2 separate regions of the Zeugodacus cucurbitae genome follow, and region 2 is linked to region 1. The links are chromatin contacts, called in public Hi-C maps. All regions are on one chromosome and are shown on one strand. Each heading gives the region's core, a stretch centred on a gene start, on an enhancer-like site or on the middle of the called end of the contact. The rest is flanking DNA. Distances are from core to core; before and after follow the strand shown. Region 1 holds the start of LOC105213326 (serine/threonine-protein phosphatase 2A regulatory subunit B'' subunit gamma). Region 2 holds the start of LOC105220713.

What was found. A called contact is a pair of places that touch in the nucleus more often than the background predicts.
Region 2: a contact with region 1 is called in a Hi-C map of whole body, with 3 times the contacts expected there. The contact joins the promoter of LOC105220713 here to the promoter of LOC105213326 in region 1. A contact is called at or near these places in 2 of 2 Hi-C or Micro-C datasets (both in whole body).

What each region holds. Positions count from the first base shown.
Region 1 is chr2:78,978,251-78,983,975 of idZeuCucr1.2, reverse strand. It overlaps LOC105213326 (serine/threonine-protein phosphatase 2A regulatory subunit B'' subunit gamma), which reads right to left and starts at 1,582. Exons shown (of 4, transcript XR_851772.3): 1 at 976-1,582; 2 at 119-905. It overlaps LOC105213327, which reads left to right. Exons shown (of 20, transcript XM_029041040.2): 3 at 2,213-2,335.
Region 2 is chr2:79,487,291-79,493,008 of idZeuCucr1.2, reverse strand. LOC105220713 reads left to right here and starts at 3,990. Exons shown (of 5, transcript XM_011197178.3): 1 at 3,990-4,149; 2 at 4,209-5,718. The coding sequence starts at 4,140. It overlaps LOC105220712 (ankyrin repeat and SAM domain-containing protein 1A), which reads right to left and starts at 3,671. Exons shown (of 12, transcript XM_029044752.2): 1 at 3,512-3,671; 2 at 2,985-3,139; 3 at 2,679-2,916; 4 at 2,056-2,605; 5 at 1,804-1,972; 6 at 561-898; 7 at 135-495; 8 at 1-54. The coding sequence starts at 3,091.

The DNA of each region.
Region 1 (5,725 bases), core at 333-2,832:
GACAATGAATTAATATATGGAGCACTTGAGTTTAATTAATAAGCACGGTTATTGTGCTGCTGTGCAGACTTGAGTGCTATTCCATTTAAGTAGTTACACACACACACACACTACGTACCAATTGATTAAATCCTGCAGCGTAATTTTGTATGGGTCCTTAGACTTGACCATATCGAATATTTCGTCTTTCAAATCTTCGAAATTCACCGCCTCCGCATTGACCGCATTAATTTGTTCTTGTATGCCTTTGAAGAAATAGTGCAGCGTCTGCGCTGTCAAATAGCCCTTATGCTGCACATCCAGTATGCGAAAGAGATAATGCAACGATTGTGGCTCATGCCTGTTATCCAGGGCCAAAACAAAATCGAGAAAAGTTTTATAATCCATTTCGCCATCAAAAGTGCGGCATTCATCGAAAACGCGATCCAAAAAGACTGAAGTCAATGTGCCGGAGCCGTAACCGGCCAGCTCCTGTTTGCTCAGCATGCCATTGTGGTCTTTATCTAAATTTAAGTAGTTGCCATAGACCGTCAGTACCGACGGCATAGAAAACCAGTTTTGCTCTTGCGACTCTTTTGGCGTTTCCTCATCGCGCAGTTCGAGCAATTCGGTGAGCAAACCCGACGCGAGTATATCACGTATGCGTATGCGGCCCGTATGTAAGGGATCGAGAAAGAAGAAAAACTTTTTCACTACCGTGCAGACGTAGAAACTTTGAAAGGACGGTTGCACGCAACTGCTGATCTGTGTTAATGTTGGTATGATGTCAATAATATAGTTCTCCATATCAATTTCACGCAGATAGCCTTGACCGATCTCATCGTAGAGCGATAGGCCTATGCGTCCCTGTGTTAGCCACACTTTACGCATGGTATAGTTGAAGATGGAAACGATTTCCACTTTACCTGCAAAATTGCATATTAAATTTTGTCGAAATACCGCATACACACACAAACGGCTTGCGCGAGTACTCACCTGGATACATGGAATGGCACTGCAATTTGGCATACAGACGTGCCGTCAAATATTTGCGACATTTTGTGCTCACCGCCTCCAGCAACTTTTGGTAGTCATCATAACTGATGAGTTGTTGTCCCACAGGCGTTACCTGCGTACAATGTTTCTCCAACAAAGTCCACAAAGCGCCGAGCTCATCATTATCCAGCAATTCTTGTGAACGCTTCTGTAGAAAGAGCGAATGCGCTTCTTTGCGCAGATTTTGTCGCAGTGCATTGTTTGCAGGCGGTGGCGCATGAAAAAATTTCGGTATTGTCGCATAGGTGGGATGTAGCGTTTTGGCTGTTGCCTGCAATGGCGCATCTGCGTCGAATTCGTTTAATTGCTCTTCACTTGGTTTTTCAGTGGACACTTCGAGATTTTCAAATTCTTTCACAATATCTGGATCGAGTTCCATTCTATACACAGTTGTTGGCAGTTTTAAATTAAACTTTGAAATGAAACTTTTACGTAAAATACACTTTTATCACGGAATAAAAGTAAATAAATATTCCAGTGCACAGCTGATTTAGCGCGGTTGTCAGATAGGCGTCGTAGTGTTGCTGTCGACGTCGCAGTCAGCAGAAAAGTTGACGTATTGCGCAGAAAAATTATATTAATGACAGCGCGCATGGTTCGCAACTTGACTAACAGGGTGACGCTGATGAAAAGCATTATTAGAATTATTTGTATGGAAATACATATTCATTTGCTTTTTTATATTTGAAACTGGTACCTATTAATAAATAAAATAAAAGATAATTAAATATTTTTTTTTTAAATAAATGAACTGAGACAATTCACGAATATTCTGGACATTACTTTTTTATACTTAAAGTTAAAAATTTAAATTTAATATTTGTCCAATATTTGTGAATGGTGCCTTGTTCTTCTTCTTCTCTGCTGGTGTCTTTGACAGTTGTAAAATATTCACATCCTTCCCGTTGCTTCAAATTTGTAATTAATAAATTGTTTTATTTAAAATTTTATGAAAAATAATACAGTGATATAATATTATATGAATTAAGTGTATAAAGTAAGAATGAAGTGAACAATACTCCAATTGAACAGGGTTTGGTGCGTTTACAGCCAGCATTGGATCAACGTTCTTTAGGATGTTCCAATAAGCTTGTTGATTATTACATATTACTTCTAGACTTTATCTTGAGATGCTCTGTAACATAAGTATTAAACTTTTATTTTCTTCTATTTACAGGTTCTAACATAAAAGTTGCGTCTGCTATACTCAATTGTATTCTAGCGCGCCAGTTATGTTTCGAAGACCCGTCTTGTTCGGCTATCTTAGAAATAATACCCAGAGTATGTGGGCCTATACCAGGTATGTACAAGTAATATATGTAAACAAAATATATTTGAATTTTAGAAATTTCATATATTTTTATTTAAATTCTATTTTTAGTTCATCAATTACAAAATCATTGAATTTTTTTACATGTCTGTGTGTAGTCTTTCAGCTGTTGAAAATCAAATTAGTTAATCAAAATTGATAAGGGTTAGCGTATAACCTACAGCGCTTATTGTGTCTGTAACTTTGTCTGCTAATTACTGGTAGTCTCAAAATGCTTTCAAATTGTAGGTGAGGCCAGACTAAACGACGGTACTTAAGTGATTAATGAGCGGTATTTCAATTAATGTGTGAAGGTTCATAAAAAGGTGTGGATAATGTTACTAATCGATTAGTGCGTGTTAGTATATATGCGGTGAATATTTAATATATCCATATAAATGATAAAATGTTATAATTCGGCTAGGTGGACATGGACACCAATTAAATTGTGCTAAAGTATAATTATCAAAATCAAGCCAAAAATGTATCAATGCTTGGAGAAAAAAAACATCTCATGTCCTTTGTCTGGAGCCGATACCAATTTTATTGAGAAAGAAACCAACATAAATGATGGAATAAGATTCCCAAAACTGTAATCAATTTCAATTAGCACTTATTACCACATACATACATGCATATGTATGAATATATGAATGTATAAATTTGAACAAGTTTGTACTAAAACGCAAATAAGTTTCTCAGTTTAACTAAAATTTCATTTTCTCACACAAATAATATGTAATAATAATTTCATCTACAGTGCCGTGTCTACTTTTTTGCCTTCCACATCCAAGTGCAACTGCTATATTCCATTAACCAACTTGCAACTTGAACTTTCAACTATTGCGCAGTTAGCTTGAAGCGCTTTTATGTTTGCACAACAGTCAGTCTATATGCAACGGTTAATGCATTTAACCCCGTAAAATGGTGAACAGCAGCAAATTTTATTGTTTGCTTACGACACTGTGTCCAACTGGGCTGACTCATTTGCCACTATGCAAGTGCTGCAAGTGGACATGCAACTCTAAGGTCTAGAGTTTATATCCATATATGCATATATGTTTTACTGCTAGTATGTGACATTGGCTTTCTTGAGGTTTAGGGTCAGTTATGCAGCCACTATGCTGGTGATAATAAAATTAATGTTGTTGCTTTAATTGCCACATACAAAGTGATTATTTTATATGGTCTATTGTAGTTGTTGCCATTTAAGGCAATTGCTGCACCTACGAATGTATGCATGGATGCAGTTGTAGGTATATAGATATATAAATTCTTTTGTTGGTGTCTTATATGGACAGTGCTCGTACAGTGAACCCATTTAAATATGTCTGTTGCTGAAGGCTTTAAATAGAATTTCACTGAATACAGTTCAGTTACTGAAGTGTTTATATTTCTCACAGTAAAAGGAGATATGTCTGTTGTTCGTGGCAGACTTCCTCACAAGACAGCTGACTGACTTTCAATATATCATTTTTCTGTATATATAGTAGTTCTTATATAATTTAAACGTAAATTAAACTTCTCCTGCAGAGAGTATTCACATTGGACTGCTATTCTGAGTAATCTGTCCTTAAACTGGACGATTTTTTACTAGAGCTTTCTAACTGAAAAAGCTAAGGGATAACTAGTCTAGTGTAAGCGTTTCAACATGGGTTTCAAGATTTCACAAACGAGATCAACTGCAGCGTTTTCGTGTCTACGCGTTAAGTTAGCCGAACATATCACTTCGGTGGAGAGCTTAAAGCTCTAAGGATACAATTGACGACATGTATTAAGCTTTCGAAGGTGTCTTAAAATTTGAAGAATGTTAAACTCATAATAATATCTACATTATAAGCGATGTGAGCACCTCCTTGAAGCACTTTATAAGATCATACAATAATTAAGAAATCAAAGCACTAAACGAAGCTTAAAGCTTTAAGTTTGATCAGAAAGAGATTTTAAATTATATAATCAACAAGAAATATGGTTTTATTAACAAAATCCATCTTAAATGGTCTATTTTTACATGTCTATATATAACAACTATACAAGTATTCAGTTGTAAACATATTCATATGTGTAGCCTCCTTTGCAAGTCCTTATGCGGTCCGCATATATGCATTCACCCTTGTAAACTTGAAAGCAACACACTTGCAGCATGCAATATTGCTTTATTCTTGCATATCCACAGGCGCATACAGATGAACCCTCACACTATCTCACGCCCTCACTCTCTGACACTTGCATATGAACCTTGACGTTTACATAACCGCTTGCGTGGCTTGTGTATGTGTGGGCACTTGTAATGAAGTAGAAAAATAAAATAAAATAAAATTTTACAATCAATATTGAAATTCTTGTGCTGTGTGGTGTTCATGAAGTGTATCATCCTTGTGTTGCATATATTGGCTTGTCTGTGTGTGTATGTGCGTGTTTTCATGAAAGCGTAAATTTTAATTGAACACGCTGCATGTACTCGTATTGGCCAGCTTATTGTTGACCTGTTTCATACACACTTAAGTCAAGAATACACGAGCGTGTTTGTTGTAACCTGCTGAAGTAGGATAATCAAGCGACGCTGAAAGCGAAAAGTAACTTAAATATGGTTGGCATATAAAATTTGTAGTTAAAAATTTAATCAACAAATTGGTTTTATAAAATACCAACCGTTATTAGAAGTGAACAATGCATATATGCATGTATACCGTTATTTTCATTTCAATGTATAAATTAATTACTGTTTGCGTTCGTATGTACATACATAAAGTAGGTATTCGAGTAAACACTCGAGTTCGCCATAAAATAGCCAGTCAGTCTATATTTCTTCTCGACGCTTTCATTGCACTTGTATTGAATGCTTTTACTGAAATTAATCATTTTAATCCAAACAATTGTAAGACAATGCGTTGGCTGCCTGCAGCTGACGTGCGCAAATTCAATGCGAATGGGTTACTCCAGGTGAAAGCTATTCGGAAATGTATATATATGTAAGTATATCTAAAGCCTTAATAAGCTGGTTTTTCAGAGCTTTTCTACTTATGTTTGGTCAAGATCATGCTGTAAAGTTGTTAAATAGCGGTTCGTCTAAGATTTAAGCCAACTCCGAGCGACAAAAATAATTATAAAAACGAGCTCTTTAGTTCCAGAGAGTCAGTAAGCTTTATAAAAAAGCTCTTCGACTTCAGAATTCTTTACCAATGCTATAGATGTTCCATGTAAAGAATTATAGAAAATGATCTTTTTTTGGGTACAGAGATATTCGGCCTCAGAATTATTTACGAATGATTTTCCTTGTAAAGAATTATATAAAAGGCTTTTTGGTACCACAAAGCGAACTTTTTAAAAAGTTTTTCGGGTTTAGAATTGTATCGAAAAAGCTTTATAAAAAGCTCTTCG
Region 2 (5,718 bases), core at 2,741-5,240, 510 kb before region 1:
AGCTTGCTTATTGGCTGCGGCGCCGGTGGTGGTGTTGGGCTTTGGTCCTGCGGTCTGTAATATACACCTGATTATGTGAGTATGCGGTGTAACTGGTGCACAACAACAAAACAACGTGATGTTATTTTACTTACTTTTGAGGCATGGTTGGTGATAACGATTCCGCCGCATACGTGCGATTAATATTTGAATTTGATGTGGTTAACATGTGATTAATATTGGCATAGTCGTTGGTCTTTATGGAACGTGGACTTGGTATGGGTTTTTTCGGTAGTGTAGTGTTATTGGCGACGCTTGTAAAAGTGTTTAAATTAGACACTTTTACAAACTCATCAACACCACGCTGTCGTGTAGACACATGCGTGCTGGACGAATGCGATTTTTGTAAATGAACGGGCGCTGTAACATTTGGCGAGGAGCGTGTAAAACAATTTGGGTCAGTCATCTCTACATACTCATCCACGCAACGATTGCGGGTGTTGGCGTTAATAGCGCCTAATGTGTAGATTTTTTAAAATGAGTGCCAAATAATATCAATAAAAATGTTAAAGTGGACATACGTTTCGTATTAAGACCATGGAGTTCATGCGCCGAACCGGTTCGGGTCAATGGAACACTTTCGTTTGTTTTGTGCGTCATTTGCGCATGGCCACCATATCTACTCGGGCCGCTGGGACTACGGGTGCGGTGTTGAGTATTGAAAACACTAAACAGTGATCGCTGTTTCTCTACTGCTGAAAAGGCAGCCACAACATTGCGGCCGTCTGGACAAAAAGCAGGCGCAATGTCTGTATGGGAGTTTTGCCAAAGAATCGGTTTCATTGGTAAATAGTTAGATTGCGGCTTGCAGGTCTGCTCGAGAGAACTCATCGAAACAGAAAGTCTATTTGGTTTCACACTACAAGAGAATATTACATATATAACATCTCATAATTAGTGTTAATGCGGCTTTTGTTACACTCATTACATACATTCATTCGTGAATATATGAGATAAATAAAACTACGATTTATATATGTGTGTGGCACGTTGGCCACGTACGGGAGGAAACTGTAAGCCGCACAACAAGTGGCAGCGTGGCATAAATACAAGATAATATTAGCAGGATGAGCAGAGACGATGAAATGGCAACTCCAATTGCAATGTTACAACAATAATAAAGTAAACAATTTACAATTTCACATTTGTCCTGATTGTAGAAGCGTTTAACACTATAAGTTTACGACAGGCACTTACGTATGACTAAAATTTCTGTTAGAAAGCCAATTTGTTTGTTGTTTTTGTTGTGAACGCAACAGGTGAATTAGATTGTATGAATTGTGTGAATCACCAAGCACAGAAACGCAAATGGATTGATGCAAAATAAATATGTATATAAATATGTATGTACATTTAAAAGTCGCATAGTTGCAGATGATTTTTAGGTAAACAGTTATGCATAATATATTTTTTACAATGCTAGACACATACAGAACTTTGGTTAGTTGTAAATAAATGCTTTCCATTTATATGCATGATAGGGTAGTTATAAGTAGGTATTATGTATATGTATGTAAATAATAATAATATTTATAATAATAATAATAGTATAAAGCTTCGCTAATCACAATAGTTAATATCATACTAATATTGATTCTAGTGCTGGGTTGCATCTTAAGCGATAAGGATACGAGTAGCTGTTTAATGACAAGTCTGTGTCACGTTTATGATTAATGATCGTGGACAATGGGTGCAGCAAATGGAGCATTCTGAGTGTGTGAATTACAATACACAAATGAGCCATTCATTCGTTCCCAGTCTTACGTCTTTGGCATTAAAAATTCCTTGTGTGCAATAGCACTGACTTTTGCATCGTTCTGCCTTCGTTCGAAGGCTAGATTTGGCACTGGCGAGATGGAACTATCGCTACGCTCATGCTCGTCACCGTCGCTCAGCTCGTTTATTGGCTTAAAGTGTGTACCATTCGAGGCGTCTTTATAAAAATCTAACCAAAAATTAGCAAATTTGTTGTTTTTTCTTTTACAATAAAAAATACGCTCGGATCGTACAACGTACCTTTTATTGCGCATACGATTTCGTAAGTTACATGTGGTGGATAATCCTTGAGCAAATCTAGTGCTGTATGCCCTGAGCCGTCGGTAGCATTTGGATTAACACCAGCTTGTAGCAGCACATTGACCACAGCCTTCTTGCCACAAAGTGCAGCCTCGTGAAGGGCAGTGCCCGAATTAGTCATAATGTTTACATCGACACCGGCGGCTAAGAGTGCTTCCACTACTTTTTTATGGCCGTTACGACTAGCTAAATGCAAGCATGTGTGTGTGAATAAATGTGTTGAAGGTGAAATTGTGTACGGCGTAGATTCAATAGCTGAAGTTGTAGGCGTTCGGCTACCAGTTGAACGATATGGTGCTAACAATTCAGGATGTGTGCGTATTAAGGTTTGTACTGCTTGTAATCGGCCGAATTGCGCGGCTAGATCTAATGCAGTTTGAAAACTATTATTGCGCACAGTTGGATCAGCACCATAGGCAAGTAAAATGGCTAGCACTGTATTATGGCCATGTTGTGCGGCACAATGCAATGGTGTCTCATTGTCGATAGTCTGGAAAGTGGAGGCAAATTTTCATTTTGCATTTAATTTGCTAATTTGACTCTAGAAGAAAGTTTCTACCAACCTGTGCATTTGGATTTGCTGCTTTTGGTGTGTGCAGCAAGAGCTGTTTTACTATCTCATCATGACCAGCCCAAGCTGCTAAATATAAGGGTGTTGATCCACGTATATCCGGCATATCGGGCGCAGCATTTTGCATCAATAGCAGTCGCACAATATTACCGTGTCCATTTAAACATGCGTGATGTAGTGGCGTATAGCCATTTACATCTTGACTATTGATGCATGGGCTACGCCGAAAACTAAAAAAATTAAATTTGATTTTATATTAAGCACATACGCGTAAGAAAGTTTGTTTATTTTAACCAACCTTGAGAATGGCCCACTGTTACGTTTCGAAATCTGCTCAAGTATTTTGCCTACAACAGCAATATTTCCGATGCGTGCTGCCTCCAACAGCTCTTGATCTTTGCCCATTGCAGCACGATGTAAAGTTGTTGGAGATTACGTATATTGTAAATATTGCTGAAAATATACAATCAAAGCATTTACAAGGGAATCATGACTAATCACGCACGCAAGATGCTTATCGTTCTAATTATCTAAAATATATCTATTGCTACTAGCACTAAGTGAATACTTTTCGCACCAAACGTTATATGCACACGTTCTATTTAATTCTCACATTTTAGCAAATTTATGTTCATTATAGCACTGATCTAATGTATTTAGTTAATTAGGAAAATTGCTTTGTACTGTTATCTATGCTAACAGAGATTTGTTTACTTTATGTTCAAGGTCTTTTCCGAGCATACAATGTTAATTTAATCACATTCTGTAACACACTCACCACTTAACTTTATTTGTTATAAAACTCATATAATTTAATTAAATTACCAATTAAGAACACCAATTCATATTCCTCACATAATTTGCACGTAATTCCATTAATGAAAATGAAATTTCTCTGCCCAAAAACTACTATGTGCAATTTTTGGGCCGTTCTAATTTCTAAACCACTTGTAGAGTTACCAGAAAACACAATATTTATTTTCAGACAACACAAGAAGTTCACACAGCACCAGGTAAAACGAAGTGGCAGCCCAAGTAAAATAAATTACCTTATGGAATGAATTCAGCAGAAAAACATAACCTAAGTTGCCAACGCTTAAGTAGTAATATTCATATTGAATGAAGAACCAATATTTTTATTCAGTTGATACTTTTTTGAAAAGCCATATTGCTGGTGGAGTCAAGGTATTAAAATAATAAATTTTTAATAGTTAATTTTTGAAATTTGCCAATAAAAGTAATAAAGGCTAATAATAAATAAATCATTTCTTTGTGGTTGTGCTGGCAACTCTTTCAATTCCAATTGGTTGCTGAATTCTGATTGAAAATGAATTCAGCAATTTTTCAAACAATCCGCAACAAACTGTATTTCAATTTGAAGTTGAAAAGAAGCGTCTAAAAAAGTCATAACTTTCTAGTTTTTAAACTCTTATTTAAATTATATAAAAATAATATGAGTATCTGTAAGTGCGATGTTAAATAATGAGCTCTAGAAAAAGTTTAAATGTTTTCTTAATTGCAGCTTTACAGGAATCCAAAGCTGAAGGCTCATCCAAAAGCCAGTGCCGGAGGTCGTCGCGTCGCAATCCGCTGATAATAACCCAAGAAGACGATAGTGACATAGAAATGGATACTGCGAAGGAAAATAAAGTTCCGCAAACACCAAAATCCAACAACAATGTGGAGAGACAATTTGAATCGCCTAGTGTAGGAAGAAACAATACATTGTTGCAGACTCCTAGACGCAGCAGCCGCAAAAGCATTAAACCCGTACAAGAATATGAAGACATTGTGAGTTGTAAACGTCAATTAAGATCTGTATCAAAGGTAGGAGATGAAATTAATAAGGATAAGGAAGAGGAGGAAACTAATACGGAAGAGCAACAACCGAGATGGACACCGGCCAAAGTGGGTCGTGTGTCACGAAAGCGAGGAAGGAAAAACCGTAAAACGGTTGGAGATAAGAATAAATCCAAGTTGAAGAATTCAAGTGACAATGAAGATACTAACGAAGTTAAAGAACATTTGCAAAATAAAGTAGTCATTGAATCAGAAGACGAAAATATTAAGTTAGCAGAAAATATAAACGAAATTGCGGAAATTAATGTTGAAAATGGTGAAACATCGGAAGATATAGCAGAAGTACATATTGCAACAATTAAGGAAGATGAAGTAGAAATACAGCCATTGCAAATTCCCGATGATGAAAATAAATCAAATTTGAAGAATTTAAGTGACAATGAAGATACTACCGAAGTTAAAGAAGATGTACAAAATAATGTAGTCACTCAATCACAAGACGAAAATATTGAAGAAGCAGATAATGAAATTACAGAAATTAATGTTGAAAAAACTGAAAAATCTGAATATATAGCAGAAGTACAAATTGAAACAATTAAAGATGACACTTTCAACAGTAGTGATTGCATTATGATAAATCAAGCAGATGAAGAAGTAGAAATTCACCCATTGCAACTTGCCGATGATGAAAATAAATCAGAGTTTAAGAATTCTAGTGACAATGAAGATACTACCGAAGTTAAAGAACATGTGCAAATTAATGAAGCCATCCAATCCCAAGACGAAAAGATTAAGGAATCAGATGAAATAAACGAAATTACCAATAATGTTGAGAAATGTGAAAAATCAGAAGAGTGTAAAGCAGAAGTCGAAATCGTAACAATCAATGATGACACTTTCAATGCTAGCGAAGAAGATGAAATGCAGCCATTACAATTTTCCGATGATGAAGGTTCAACTTCGCCACCTCCCAAAGCACCTCGTATAATTTTAACTACCGATAAGGGTGTAGATCAAAGTTTAAATGTAACGGCACCGCTGAGTGATGGTACAACACCGAAAAGATACTCGAAGAGTGCGAAACGTATGCCAACACCATACAGGAAAAATACTGATATTACAGAAATAGAAGATGACATTGACGACAAGTGTGAGGCCAAGGAACCACCTATCACTATAGAAATTTCCAAAATAGAACCGAAAGAAGCTGTACTGCGTAGCATCCGAAAACG